Regions from separate parts of the Mus musculus genome. Here all the other regions are linked to region 2. The links are chromatin contacts, called in public HiChIP or PLAC-seq and promoter capture Hi-C maps. All regions are on one chromosome and are shown on one strand. The core of a region is the stretch at or near the end of the contact, and the rest is flanking DNA. Distances in the headings are between cores, read along the strand shown.

Region 1 (2,700 bases), core at 35-2,534, 500 kb before region 2:
TACGGTGCTGGATTCGATCTCCTCCAGCAACACAAAAATAGGAATGTAAAGAAATAAAGCCTGGCAGGAAGAAAAAAAAAAAAGTTAAGTAAAAGAAAAGAAAAAGCCTTTAATTCTAGCACTAAGGAGGCAAAGGCAGGCGATCTCTGAGTTCCAGTGCAGCCACTCTGGTCTACAGAGTGAGCTCCAGCACAGCCCGAGCTACACGGAGAAAGCTCGCTCGTCTCGAAAAACGTCAACAACAACAACAGTAAGTAAAAGCAATGTCGGTTTAAGAACTACGCCGAACAGTACCGGAGAAGAACGCCCACCAACCCGGGCTGGGCAGGAAGGTTTTACCCAGGCCTTCCATTTCCAGCTCACACTACTAGAACTCATGGCGCACGTTTTACCAAAGGGGAAACCGAGGCAGAGATGCTGCTGGACCACAAGTTGAGGTCACAACGCCAGCCGGTAACAGAGCCCCGAGCCTCAGATCCCCCGCGGCAGTGAGTTCCGGAAGCAGCAGCCGAGGAAGAGGGCGGCCCGCGGGGTCGAGCCGGCTCAGACCTGGCGCGATTCGAACGCTACCCGAATGGCCTCCCAAGCCCGCCCCTCGCACGGCGACTGCAGGGACCCCTCACTCACCCCGGCTTCTGATGCGCCGGGTCTGGGCGCCCGCCAAGTCTTACGCAGAACTCGGCTCAGGCCGCCGCCATCTTTCTTCCGGGAAGGGGCGAATAAGACAACCGGGAACGGTGGGGAAAAAAACACCCGGCCTCCGGTACGAATCTCGAAGCCGCCATCTTTCTTATGGGCGGAAGCAGCCTCTGCGAAGCAACCAATAGGAATGGCGCGCGGGGTCACGTGTCAATCATTCTGGGCCCAGCCCTATCCTTCAAAGCCGCCCTGGATATCAGCTCCGGGGAGTCGAAACCCCCAGCCACGGTGCGCCTCGGGGCTCCTCCCACGTTACCAGGCCTAACCGGCCGCGCCAGTCTCCGAGTCGCGCAGGCGCCTTCCAGCGTCCGAGTCGAGTCGCGCAGGCGCCTTCCAGCGTCCGAGTCGCGCAGGCGCCTTCCAGCGTCCGAGTCGCGCAGGCGCCTTCCAGCCTCCGAGCCTTCCAGTCTCCGAGTCGCGCAGGCGCCTTCCAGTCTCCGAGTCGAGTCGCGCAGGCGCCTTCCAGTCTCCGAGTCGAGTCGCGCAGGCGCCTTCCAGTCTCCGAGTCGCGCAGGCGCCTTCCAGCCTCCGAGTCGCGCAGGCGCCTTCCAGCCTCCGAGTCGCGCAGGCGCCTTCCAGCGTCCGAGTCGCGCAGGCGCCTTCCAGCGTCCGCGCCTGCGCTCCTCGGCGGCCTCTCGCCCGCAGCATGAAGGTATTCCGGCGCGCTTGGCGGCACCGGGTGGCGCTGGGCCTAGGCGGCCTGGCGTTCTGCGGCACCACTCTGTTGTACCTGGCGCGCTGCGCTTCCGAGGGCGAGACGCCCTCCGCTTCCGGAGCCGCTCGGCCCCGCGCTAAGGCCTTCCTGGCGGTGCTGGTGGCCAGTGCGCCCCGCGCGGTCGAGCGCCGCACCGCAGTGCGCAGCACGTGGCTGGCACCGGAGAGGCGTGGCGGACCCGAGGACGTGTGGGCGCGCTTCGCCGTGGGCACTGGCGGCTTAGGCTCGGAGGAGCGGCGCGCTCTTGAGCTCGAGCAGGCGCAGCACGGGGACCTGCTGCTGCTGCCCGCCCTGCGCGACGCCTACGAGAACCTCACGGCCAAGGTCCTGGCCATGCTGACCTGGCTGGATGAGCGCGTGGACTTCGAGTTCGTGCTCAAGGCGGACGACGACTCCTTTGCGCGCCTGGACGCTATCCTGGTGGACCTACGCGCACGGGAGCCCGCACGCCGCCGGCGCCTCTACTGGGGCTTCTTTTCCGGGCGCGGGCGCGTCAAGCCGGGAGGTCGCTGGCGAGAAGCAGCCTGGCAACTCTGCGACTACTACCTGCCCTACGCGTTGGGCGGTGGCTATGTCCTTTCTGCGGACCTGGTGCATTACCTGCGCCTCAGCCGCGAGTACCTGCGCGCGTGGCACAGTGAAGACGTATCGCTGGGCACCTGGCTGGCACCAGTGGATGTGCAACGGGAGCACGACCCACGCTTCGACACGGAGTACAAATCTCGAGGCTGCAACAATCAGTATCTGGTGACACACAAGCAAAGCCCAGAGGACATGTTGGAGAAGCAACAGATGTTGCTGCATGAGGGCCGGTTGTGCAAGCATGAGGTGCAGTTGCGCCTTTCCTATGTCTATGACTGGTCAGCTCCACCCTCCCAGTGCTGCCAGCGCAAGGAGGGCGTTCCCTGATGTCACTGCAGGTGCCGGGGTCTCTCCTGACACAGGCCAAGCATCCTGAACAATCTGATAAATGATCTGGGCTGAGCTTGGTTTATCCAATTGCTGTTGAGACCTTGGGACTGATGGCCAGAGACAGCTAACAATGTCTAGTCCACTGAGGGTGCCATTAGTGGTCTGGTGTAAGGCCTACCCAAGGACATCTGGTTATGAATGTGGAGATTGCATCTGAGCGCGTGCGCGCGCACGCGCGCGCACACACACACACACATGCACACACACTGACCATGTAATGCCACCTATCAGCCATCTGGAGTGTGAGGGAAGGGCCTCCTCACTTGATGAGTTTAGAGTGCCCTCATTCTGCAAACTCTGCAGCTCACTGCCCA
Region 2 (2,700 bases), core at 100-2,599:
ATTTCGGGATGCTAATCCTGTGGTTTAAAAAAACCCGGAAAAAAAAAATGTTTAAATGTATCAAAAGGTCAAAAGCCAAGCTGCAGTTCCCCAGGGGAACCCGAGGCTGTGGAGGAGACGCGGAAAGACTAGGCCACCCTCTGAGTGCTCTGGGCAGGACGTCCCCTCCCAGCACTGATGCATCAGGCGAACCCAGGAGCCCGGCGCCTTTTCCTCTGCACCGGCCACCAGAGCCGGCCTTTGTTTTCAGCCCCGGCAGCGGACGGCGCGGTCCTGGCTGACAAAGGCGGGTATCGCCATCTTGTCGCGGCGACCGGACGCGGCGCCCATTCATTTACGGGTGCCTGGGGCCAGGAAGGCCGGCAGCGAAGGAAGCTGGGAAGCTTGGTAGCCGTAGGCCCGCACCCGGCAGGGGTTGATGGCCGAATCCAGTAGACTCGCCCCGTGTCCGCTCCCCGCGCGCCCGGCCGAGTCCCACGCCCCGCAGGAAGGCGCGGTCCGGAGGGCAGAGCTCGGCTTTTGTTCCCGCGGGGACTCGGCCGCGAGAAGAAGCGCCTGCGGCTCTCCTGGCATCCCCACCTTAGCAAGCCATCCAGGCTCGAACCTACGACCCGAGCCCCAGCCCTGCATCCCGTTCCCTTTCTTAAAACTCAAGACCACCTCCGGGATCCCGCATCAGGCCCTAGACCCCCCCGCCCCCCGCAACAGCCTCGACCCCAGGAACATGAATGAGTCTGGAAACCGAATTCCGACACGGGCTTTGAACCCAAGACCACAGATCAGGTCCCGCATCCGGGATCCAGCCTTGAACCCAGAACCCATCCCAGATCTGGCCTTGAACCCAGGACCTCCACCCAGGTTGCCGCATCTCCGGGCCCGCACCCCGGACGCGGCCTTGAGCCTAAGACCCCGGCCCGGGCCTGCGCCCCGGCCCAGGCGGCTCCGCCCCATCCCTCACCCCCCGGACCCCGAGACCCCAGCCCTGCCGCCCACCCGGCACGCCGGGGATCGCCCACCCAACCCTGAAGAGCAGGATGAAGACGGCGGCCGATGACCCACGAGCGAGAAGAGCCGCAGGGCCTGGCCCAGCGCGGGGCAGGCTCAGCTCACAGACCCCAGCCGCGCTCACCTCGCCCTCGCCCGGTCTGGCGCCCACGCCGCCGCCTGGTCGTCGCGCTCGCGGCCTGCGGGCAGGAGTCGGCGAGGCTGGTCGGGTCCGCGCGGCGGCTGTTCCAGTCCCAGCCCCGCTGCCCTCGCCGCCCGCGCCCGCCACCGCCGCCGCCGCCGCCGCCGTCGCCGTCCGCCCCTCAGACGCCTCCAGCCATCAGGATGGGCGCGGCGGCCCCTGCCCGCAGCCTCGGGAAACCCCACGTCGCGTCACCGCGCACGGGCGGCGTGCGCGTGCCGCTCTTTCCGCCCCGCCCCTCCTTCCCTCTGCGCGTGCGCGAGAGGCTTAAAGGACCCGTGATTTTTTTCCCCCACCCCACCCCACCACCACCCCACACACCCCGCAAGGGTCTTCCAGGGACGTTGGCAGCCTATCGGCCTCGGTGGCCTCTGGCTCTGACCTGACGGTGTCGGCTCCTGTGCCATGTGCCCCAAGCCAGAGGGCGGTGTGTCCTGCCTGAATGACCAGCCCGGGAGGGCCGAAAGGCGTGCGTGCGTGCGTGAACGGCCTAGCAGGTTCTAGACAGCGGGGGTAGAGGGGTAGGAATAGCCAGGTGGGACAGGAAAGATGTCAAGATTAACCACCAGAATCTTTAAGACATGCCATCCGGTCTGGTCCGTCGTGCCTATTTGTCCAGCCATCTTCAACTAATATGACTCCTGCCACAATGACTTTTTCACTCCCATTCTGCCCTTTCCAAAACCAGGTGAATACCTCTCTTATTTCCTCTTGGCCTGCACTACCCTCTTTTAAACAAGAGCCACAACTCTCTGGGGGGCCTGGCCACCACGCTGACTCTGAGACCTTTCCATGATTCACACTTGATACCTTCCCTTCTTGTTAGCTTCTGTGCACCTTGCAGCCTTTCCTTGAAGCCCATTCCTTCTTGAAACAGCCTTTGAGTGGTCTGCACACTTCCCCCTCCCTGCCCTGGGCGCTTCCTGCCGGGCCATAGAAATGTGTCTGTCATTGTTCAGTCCTGACAGTTTCCTCATATACTTTCCCTGTGCCAGCCCTGATCTGACGCCTGATTTTACGAGCCCTAGCTTCTGCTAGTGGATGGGTAGAAGTGAGGAACCAGGTATTGGATATTCATTGCTACAAAAGTGTCATTGCTGAGCAGGCACCCTGAGGGAAAACATACATTTACATGAACATACATATATGTACATGCAGATGGTCATGTGGGCATTCGTATCTTTTTCTTGATCACAGTAAGTGTGTGGTCTCTCCAAAATACTGCATATTCTCTTCCTTGCATATTGAGTGACCTGCTTTGAGAGTAAGAAGCCTGGTTCCAGTTACCTCAAATATATCCACCACTGCTATCATCTCACCCTAGGGCCTCTGACCCCTGGGACTCTATGCCCTTCACTCCATCTGTTCGAGACCTGACTCTGTCATTTGTGACTGTTTTTTACCTGAAGTTCTTGACAGCTCCATCATCCCACTCTCTCCAAGTAAAAGTACAGGGTCCTTCCTTCTCACCATTCTCTCCACTGTCCCTTGTGACTCCAACTTCCCACAAGTGC
Region 3 (2,700 bases), core at 47-2,546, 330 kb after region 2:
CCTGGGTTCCGCCCTGTGGTGTGGGTACTGTCTGCATTGTCAGGGACATACAGCAGAGTCCCTGTGTTCTCCCATGACCATTTGGTGGTCACTTAAAGATGGTTGGCGTCTGGGGCAGTGACCAGAGCACTATAGGAAGTTAAGCTGCATGCTCTGATCACAACCCACCCACCTACACACACCTACACACACACACACACACACACACACACTCAAAATCAAGGATAAGAAACTGGATGCAGCTGGAAGGATGGCTGCGCAGGCCTTGGGGACAGGTTCTGAGGCAGACTCTTTTTGTTTGTTTTATTTTCGGGACAGGATCTCCTTATTATGTAGCTCTGGCTGTCCAGGAACTTGCTGTGTAGACCAGGCTGGCCTTGGACTCCCAGTGTGCATGCGTGCCCCATCACCTTGGCTCTGATAATGAAGTTTCTTCAATAGTCGGGGGGGGGGGGGGGCTATCTTGGGGTGAACCATGGCAGTGAGCTTGTTCTTTCAGGACAGGCCAGAGTGGAGACTGTCGGGATTCTGTAGCGTGTGAGGTGAGCAGATGCTGTGTAGGGCCCCTGTGGTTCTCAGTTTCTTGTGTGGGGATCTAGTTACCACGGTCACCTTAGCACAGTGTGCAGGCCTCTTTTAGAACCCCGAATCTACTCACTCCCTTCGCAGTGCCGGCCATAGTGACTACTGCCTGTGACAAGTTGCCGTGCCTTGGGACGATTTCTCCAGCTACCTGCTGTCTATGCTTGTTGGGCATCCACAGGGTGCACGGTCTGTGCTGATTGGCTCCTGCTGGCCACAAATCCCTGAGGCCCTGCCTGCCAGTTCTCTGTCCGTCTGAGGCTAGAGACAAGTGCTAGACACAGCAGCCACATTGGCCACAGCTCATCTGAATGCCAGGCCCCACTGTGACCCACAGGCCCATAGTGTCCTGTCCTGTTTCTTTCCTTGATCAGTAAGAGTGTCTCAAGTATTCTTTCTGAGGTAGAAGGTGAAGGATTGTTAAGTTCTCTGTAGGTCAGAGTGCATGGACTCCGCGGTGCAGGGTGGGGTGGGGAGGGGAGGGGTGGGGTGGGCAGATTCAGCTGGCTCTTCCCCTGCTTTGGGATGGATGGATCTGCATATCCACAGCCCTGCCTGGCCCTGCCCTTCCTGCACAGGTGCAGAGGTCACCCTCAGTGACACCTGTTCTCAATGCCTTTGCCCTTGGGATGTGGGGGAAACAAACACCACTGTCTGAAGCCCCAGAGAGGAAGTGGCCACAGGGCACCGCTGTGGCCAGCTCAGCTGGCTCCTCCCCGATACAGCCTGATAATAGCTCTTGGTATTGGACTTTTGGGGGCAGGGCTGCCTCTTGCCAGCCTGTTTAGGTCCTGGCTTTAGCTTGTGGGGCCAGAGCTCCCCTCCTGGCTTGTAGGCACTGTGGACTGTTTTTGAGGCCCCAAGAAAGGTCAGATTGGTCCTAACTGGTTCTCGTAGAGGGGACACACGCTATGGTACAGTTTTGTTAACCATTGGATGACTCCAAGGACTCCTAGTGTCCATGCTGTGGACACTGATATCCCAAACCTGACGAAGCTCTTTCTCTGTTCCTTTGAAGAGTAGGACACCTTCATCAGGGCCCTCTTGCTTAACTGCCCTTCAGCTCATGTATGCAGCTAGCTTGGTACTAAAGGGGAAATTCCTGGCACTGTCTAGTTTTAACACTTCCTTGTTCTGTAAGAGTTCTACTTGCCTTTGGACTTTCTATGAACATCTCAGGGGAGTTGTTCCAGCTACCTTAAGACTCTTCCACTAGCTCCAGGGGCTTCCCCGTCCCATGTGTGAAACATCTGGGTTGCCTTAGGAGACTTTGACCCCAGTATAGTAGTCTAGCAACCCCCCCTCCCGCCCCATGGCCCTTCTGAACAGGAAGTAGCCTCACCCAGTGGTCCTATTCCCCAGCATTTTCTGCTGGGTCACAGTTTTGAGGCTGCCTGAGAGGTGTCCCAGACTAGACTTGTGGCTTTCTCTGTGAGAGACTAGAGCTCACTTTTTGCACCTGTTCCAGTGTCTGCTCAGACAGGAAGCCCCACCCTGGTGTGCAACACCCACCTTCTGCCTTCATTGTGGGAGGGATCCTTGCAATTCCGGAAGTGGGTTCTTCTGCCCCACCAGCATCCTGAATATCTACTCCTGCAGGGAGCGTACATGGCCTCCACTGACTGAGCCTCTGCTAAGTGACAGTTTGACACTATGAGTTATTCCCTCTAGAAAGGTAGTTTTGGTGTCTTTTTTTCTTGAACAGTTATTTGTGTTTGAGGAACATGCACCCCAGCTGAGTATGGGTTTGTCTCTGAAAGTGCCCTGGGGACACCACCAGTGTCATCCCTCCAGTGATTTCCCCCAGTGCAGGCCCCTGAATACAGAGGTCCTTCCCTTTGCTCGCCCCAAAGACTTGCTTATACTTGGAAAGGCAGCAGGCCTCCCAGGCACAAGCACTGGACAAGGACCCAGCACGTGCACTGCTCACTACCTGGGCCTTGGTGAAGGCCTCCAATGGGGTGGATCATCTCTCCTCTCCAGGTTTCATGGAAGGAAACCTGTCAAGCTGTTACCTTGGCTGCCTTCTTCCTCATTGCCTCTTCAAGGAAGGCAAGGCCAGTTTTATGATAAGTTGTTTCCCCCAAGTATTCTAGAGAAGAGCCTTGTTCTTCTGTA
Region 4 (2,700 bases), core at 77-2,576, 400 kb after region 2:
AACTGGAATGCTCACAGACACGAGAGAACAGGGTTCTTTCGTGCCCATGTTTACCTTTTTTTTTTTTTTTTTTTTTTTTGAATACAGAGACACTAAGGCTGATGATTAGAGGCCTGGATGTCCAATAACAAGCATGCAGGACGCCATGATGGTGTTTGTGTGTGACACTCTGGGTCTACTGCCCCACTCTTTCCCTCCCACCAATAGTTCCACCACCCACCAGCATGTGATGACCTCCAAGCCTACAAGAATTGGTCTTACATTGGTTCCACCATGACTGGGTCCAAGTGGTAGTCCCAGTGTGCAGGCGCAGTACCAGGCTATGCTTGGTACAAGACTGACTGCCTCCCACACCTTTTCTCAGGAATCTGGCTCTGGAATGAGCTCTGCAATGATCACAGGCTTCTTACCGTGTTTCTTGCCTCCCTTCCATTCTCCTTCATAGCGGAAGAAAGAATTTGGGTATACATATACGCCATAGCCTGTGTTCGGAAAAGAAGATGAACATAGCAATGGTTTGCCATCAACAGACACAGAGATGGGGCAGCTCAGGGTCTGGAGTAGTCTGCAGGTCATTTCTCATCAGTCTCTTGAACATGACAGGATGGTTAATTGCTCAAGATGGGTGCTCCCTCTCCCTTGCTTGGGTTTTGTTACATGGATAGTACTGAGGGAAAGGCAGGCCTGGCCAGAGGAGGGCTAAGACAAAAGCTGATTGTAGGCTCTTTAAGAGGAGGCGGTGAGGGCACGGAAGCAGTCAACAAGCTCCGTGAGGATACAGCAAAGAGCCCACCCTGCCAGGACCGTCACTATCCTCCTGTCCCCACGGGACAAAAATCCACACTCACTCCTAATTACTCCTGGCTGCCTCATCTTTTATCACGCAGCCAGCTCTGAGACATCACACCCAACACCCATCTCTCAGTTCCTGAGATGGATAAGCAACCCCACTGCTTTCTTGCCAGCAAGTCGCAGCCTGGGACGGGAAGACAGTGGCACTAGCATGGACTCTGACCTCATATCGATCCTGTTTCTCCGGTTTTAGAACAACTTTTCATCAGACTGCATTGGGCGAACCTCGTGTGCTCACCCAGCCAGCCTGACCTCAGCTCTACCTGCCCCCCCTGACGCAGGGTCGGCTGGCCGTGAGCCTGCAGCCTGGACCACGCCTGTGGAGCACGCGAACGCGACGGAGCTCCAGCGGGGAGACGCAGCCCGTACCGTTTCGCGGCGGCAGTCTCGGCGAGTGCCGACGCGGCTGGAGCGAAGCCTGGTAGGGATCGCCAGCTGCCTCCATCTTGCCGCCAAAGTTTCCCTAGCAACCATAAAGCTGCCTTCCATTGGCCTCCGGTTGCCATGGGGCGTGGCCAGGAGACCATAACATCCGAAGCAGCGGCGCCGGATCCGGAGCCTGAGGACGTCAATGCGCCTGTGCACCACGGCACGTTTCCGCCAACCCCGTCCTTCCGCCGGGAAGCGCTCCCGCCAACGGCCTCTGCGTCCATACCGGAAGCGGAAATGGTTGGAGCTTGGGCCCCGCCCCGCGGCCATCTTGGCGGCTGGAGGCGCCGCGGGACGGAACGGAAGTGCCTGTGCAGCTTCCCGGATCCGGAGCCGAGCTCTGGCGGCCGCCCTGCCCGCCATCCTCCTTCCGCAGCCGTGAGGGAGACCGCGGCTCGGCTGCACCGGAGCTGCGAGGTGCTGGGGGTGGGCTGGTGGCGCGGACCTGGTCGGGCGGCACACCACCGCCTTCCTCTGGGCTGTCAAGGCCACGGGCGAGCCGGCGGGCGGCGGGCGGGCGGGGCCGGGCAGCGCCTTTGAGCCTGGCGAGGGGTTGCCAGGGGCGGGCCGATCTCCGAGAGGGGTGCGCGAGGGGACTGCTGAGCGCTGCCCGCCGCGGCTCGCGCGCCGCCCCGACCCCCCGGCCCCAGGTCGTGGAGGAAGGTGGCCTGTTGTTGCCTGCACAGATCCAGGCGGCATGTGTTAGGTGTCCTCTTGCTACCCCACTACCGTGTTCAGTTTCGGGGCACACGTGTAGGAATTAAGCCCGAGCGCGAAGACAGTTACTGAATGGATCGAAGGGGTGCTGGTTAAATGGGTCTAGATTATATGGTGACATTAAGGCAGTAAAATGTCCAGCCCTCCAGGCTGTACTTCCAGCGTGGAGCAGATAAGGCTACATTGTCTCCCTTAGCAGGGTATCAGTGCAAGAGGGCTTCATACTTCCACATTGAGAACCCCCAGTGGCTTTTCTTTCTTAGTTCTTAATAACAGATACTATCCAGGAGGTGGTGGTGCACGCCTTTATGTGAGGCAGAGGCTGTGAGTTTGAGGCTAGCCTGGTCTACATGGAGCAACCCTGTTGGGGGCGGGGGGAAGACTTAGAGACTAGTTATACGTCTTGGAACTGCCTGTTTTTTTGATGTGAGTTTTTTTTTTTTTTTTAACCCTCATTAAGGTGCTCAGAAGAGCATCAGTAAACCCATACTCAGCCCCTTAGATCCAGGTTGTGTGTTGGGGAACTGGTTGCGGTGGAGGTAGAACATAGAGAAAGGGCTGGGGATGATCCAAGATGATCATTTCCCACCCCACCCCCAAAGGTGAGAGGGGCCCAGAGAGGGAAGGACTCAGAGGGGCAGGGTCTGGAAGGGTTGACAGGGAACAACTCTTGAGGCATGCAGGTGCAAGAGGCAGCGACCC

What was found. HiChIP or PLAC-seq counts read pairs in DNA pulled down with a chosen protein or histone mark. Capture Hi-C pulls out chosen DNA fragments and counts their contacts.
Region 1: a FOXA1 HiChIP or PLAC-seq map of pancreatic cancer cells shows a contact between it and region 2. The contact joins the promoter of B3galt6 here to the promoter of Gnb1 in region 2. A contact is called at or near these places in 1 of 39 promoter capture datasets (pre-B cells), 2 of 484 Hi-C or Micro-C datasets (both in embryonic stem cells) and 1 of 115 datasets of contacts at active chromatin or transcription factors (pancreatic cancer cells).
Region 3: an HNF4G HiChIP or PLAC-seq map of pancreatic cancer cells shows a contact between it and region 2. The contact joins the enhancer-like site here to the promoter of Gnb1 in region 2. A contact is called at or near these places in 1 of 484 Hi-C or Micro-C datasets (the G1E-ER4 cell line) and 4 of 115 datasets of contacts at active chromatin or transcription factors (epiblast stem cells, memory CD8 T cells, microglia and 1 more).
Region 4: a contact with region 2 is called in a promoter capture Hi-C map of liver, with 4 times the contacts expected there. The contact joins the promoter of Morn1 here to the promoter of Gnb1 in region 2. A contact is called at or near these places in 4 of 39 promoter capture datasets (hippocampal neurons, liver and pre-B cells), 8 of 484 Hi-C or Micro-C datasets (CD4 T cells, CD8 T cells, cortical neurons and 5 more), 3 of 115 datasets of contacts at active chromatin or transcription factors (T-cell acute lymphoblastic leukemia, embryonic stem cells and memory CD8 T cells) and 2 of 9 other capture datasets (adipose tissue and liver).

Annotation. Positions count from the first base shown.
Region 1 is chr4:155,991,262-155,993,961 of GRCm38.p6, reverse strand. It overlaps B3galt6 (UDP-Gal:betaGal beta 1,3-galactosyltransferase, polypeptide 6), which reads left to right and starts at 1,284. Exons shown (of 1, transcript NM_080445.4): 1 at 1,284-2,700. The coding sequence starts at 1,346. The coding sequence ends at 2,323. It overlaps Sdf4 (stromal cell derived factor 4), which reads right to left and starts at 1,119. Exons shown (of 7, transcript NM_011341.5): 1 at 628-1,119.
Region 2 is chr4:155,490,010-155,492,709 of GRCm38.p6, reverse strand. It overlaps Gnb1 (guanine nucleotide binding protein (G protein), beta 1), which reads right to left and starts at 1,349. Exons shown (of 12, transcript NM_001160016.1): 1 at 1,130-1,349.
Region 3 is chr4:155,161,962-155,164,661 of GRCm38.p6, reverse strand. The region is part of intron 1 of Ski (ski sarcoma viral oncogene homolog (avian)); the gene reads left to right. Among named protein-coding and RNA genes, the nearest start is that of Ski, 59 kb to the left of the region's middle. Within about 2 kb of position 1,296, at least 177 of the 459 cell types and tissues checked have an H3K27ac peak or open chromatin away from gene starts, as enhancers often do. A contact at or near this core is called in the G1E-ER4 cell line, memory CD8 T cells, microglia and 1 more, where this site is marked.
Region 4 is chr4:155,085,203-155,087,902 of GRCm38.p6, reverse strand. It overlaps Morn1 (MORN repeat containing 1), which reads right to left and starts at 1,326. Exons shown (of 14, transcript NM_001081100.1): 1 at 1,222-1,326; 2 at 411-482. The coding sequence starts at 1,297. Rer1 (retention in endoplasmic reticulum sorting receptor 1) reads left to right here and starts at 1,550. Exons shown (of 7, transcript NM_026395.2): 1 at 1,550-1,698.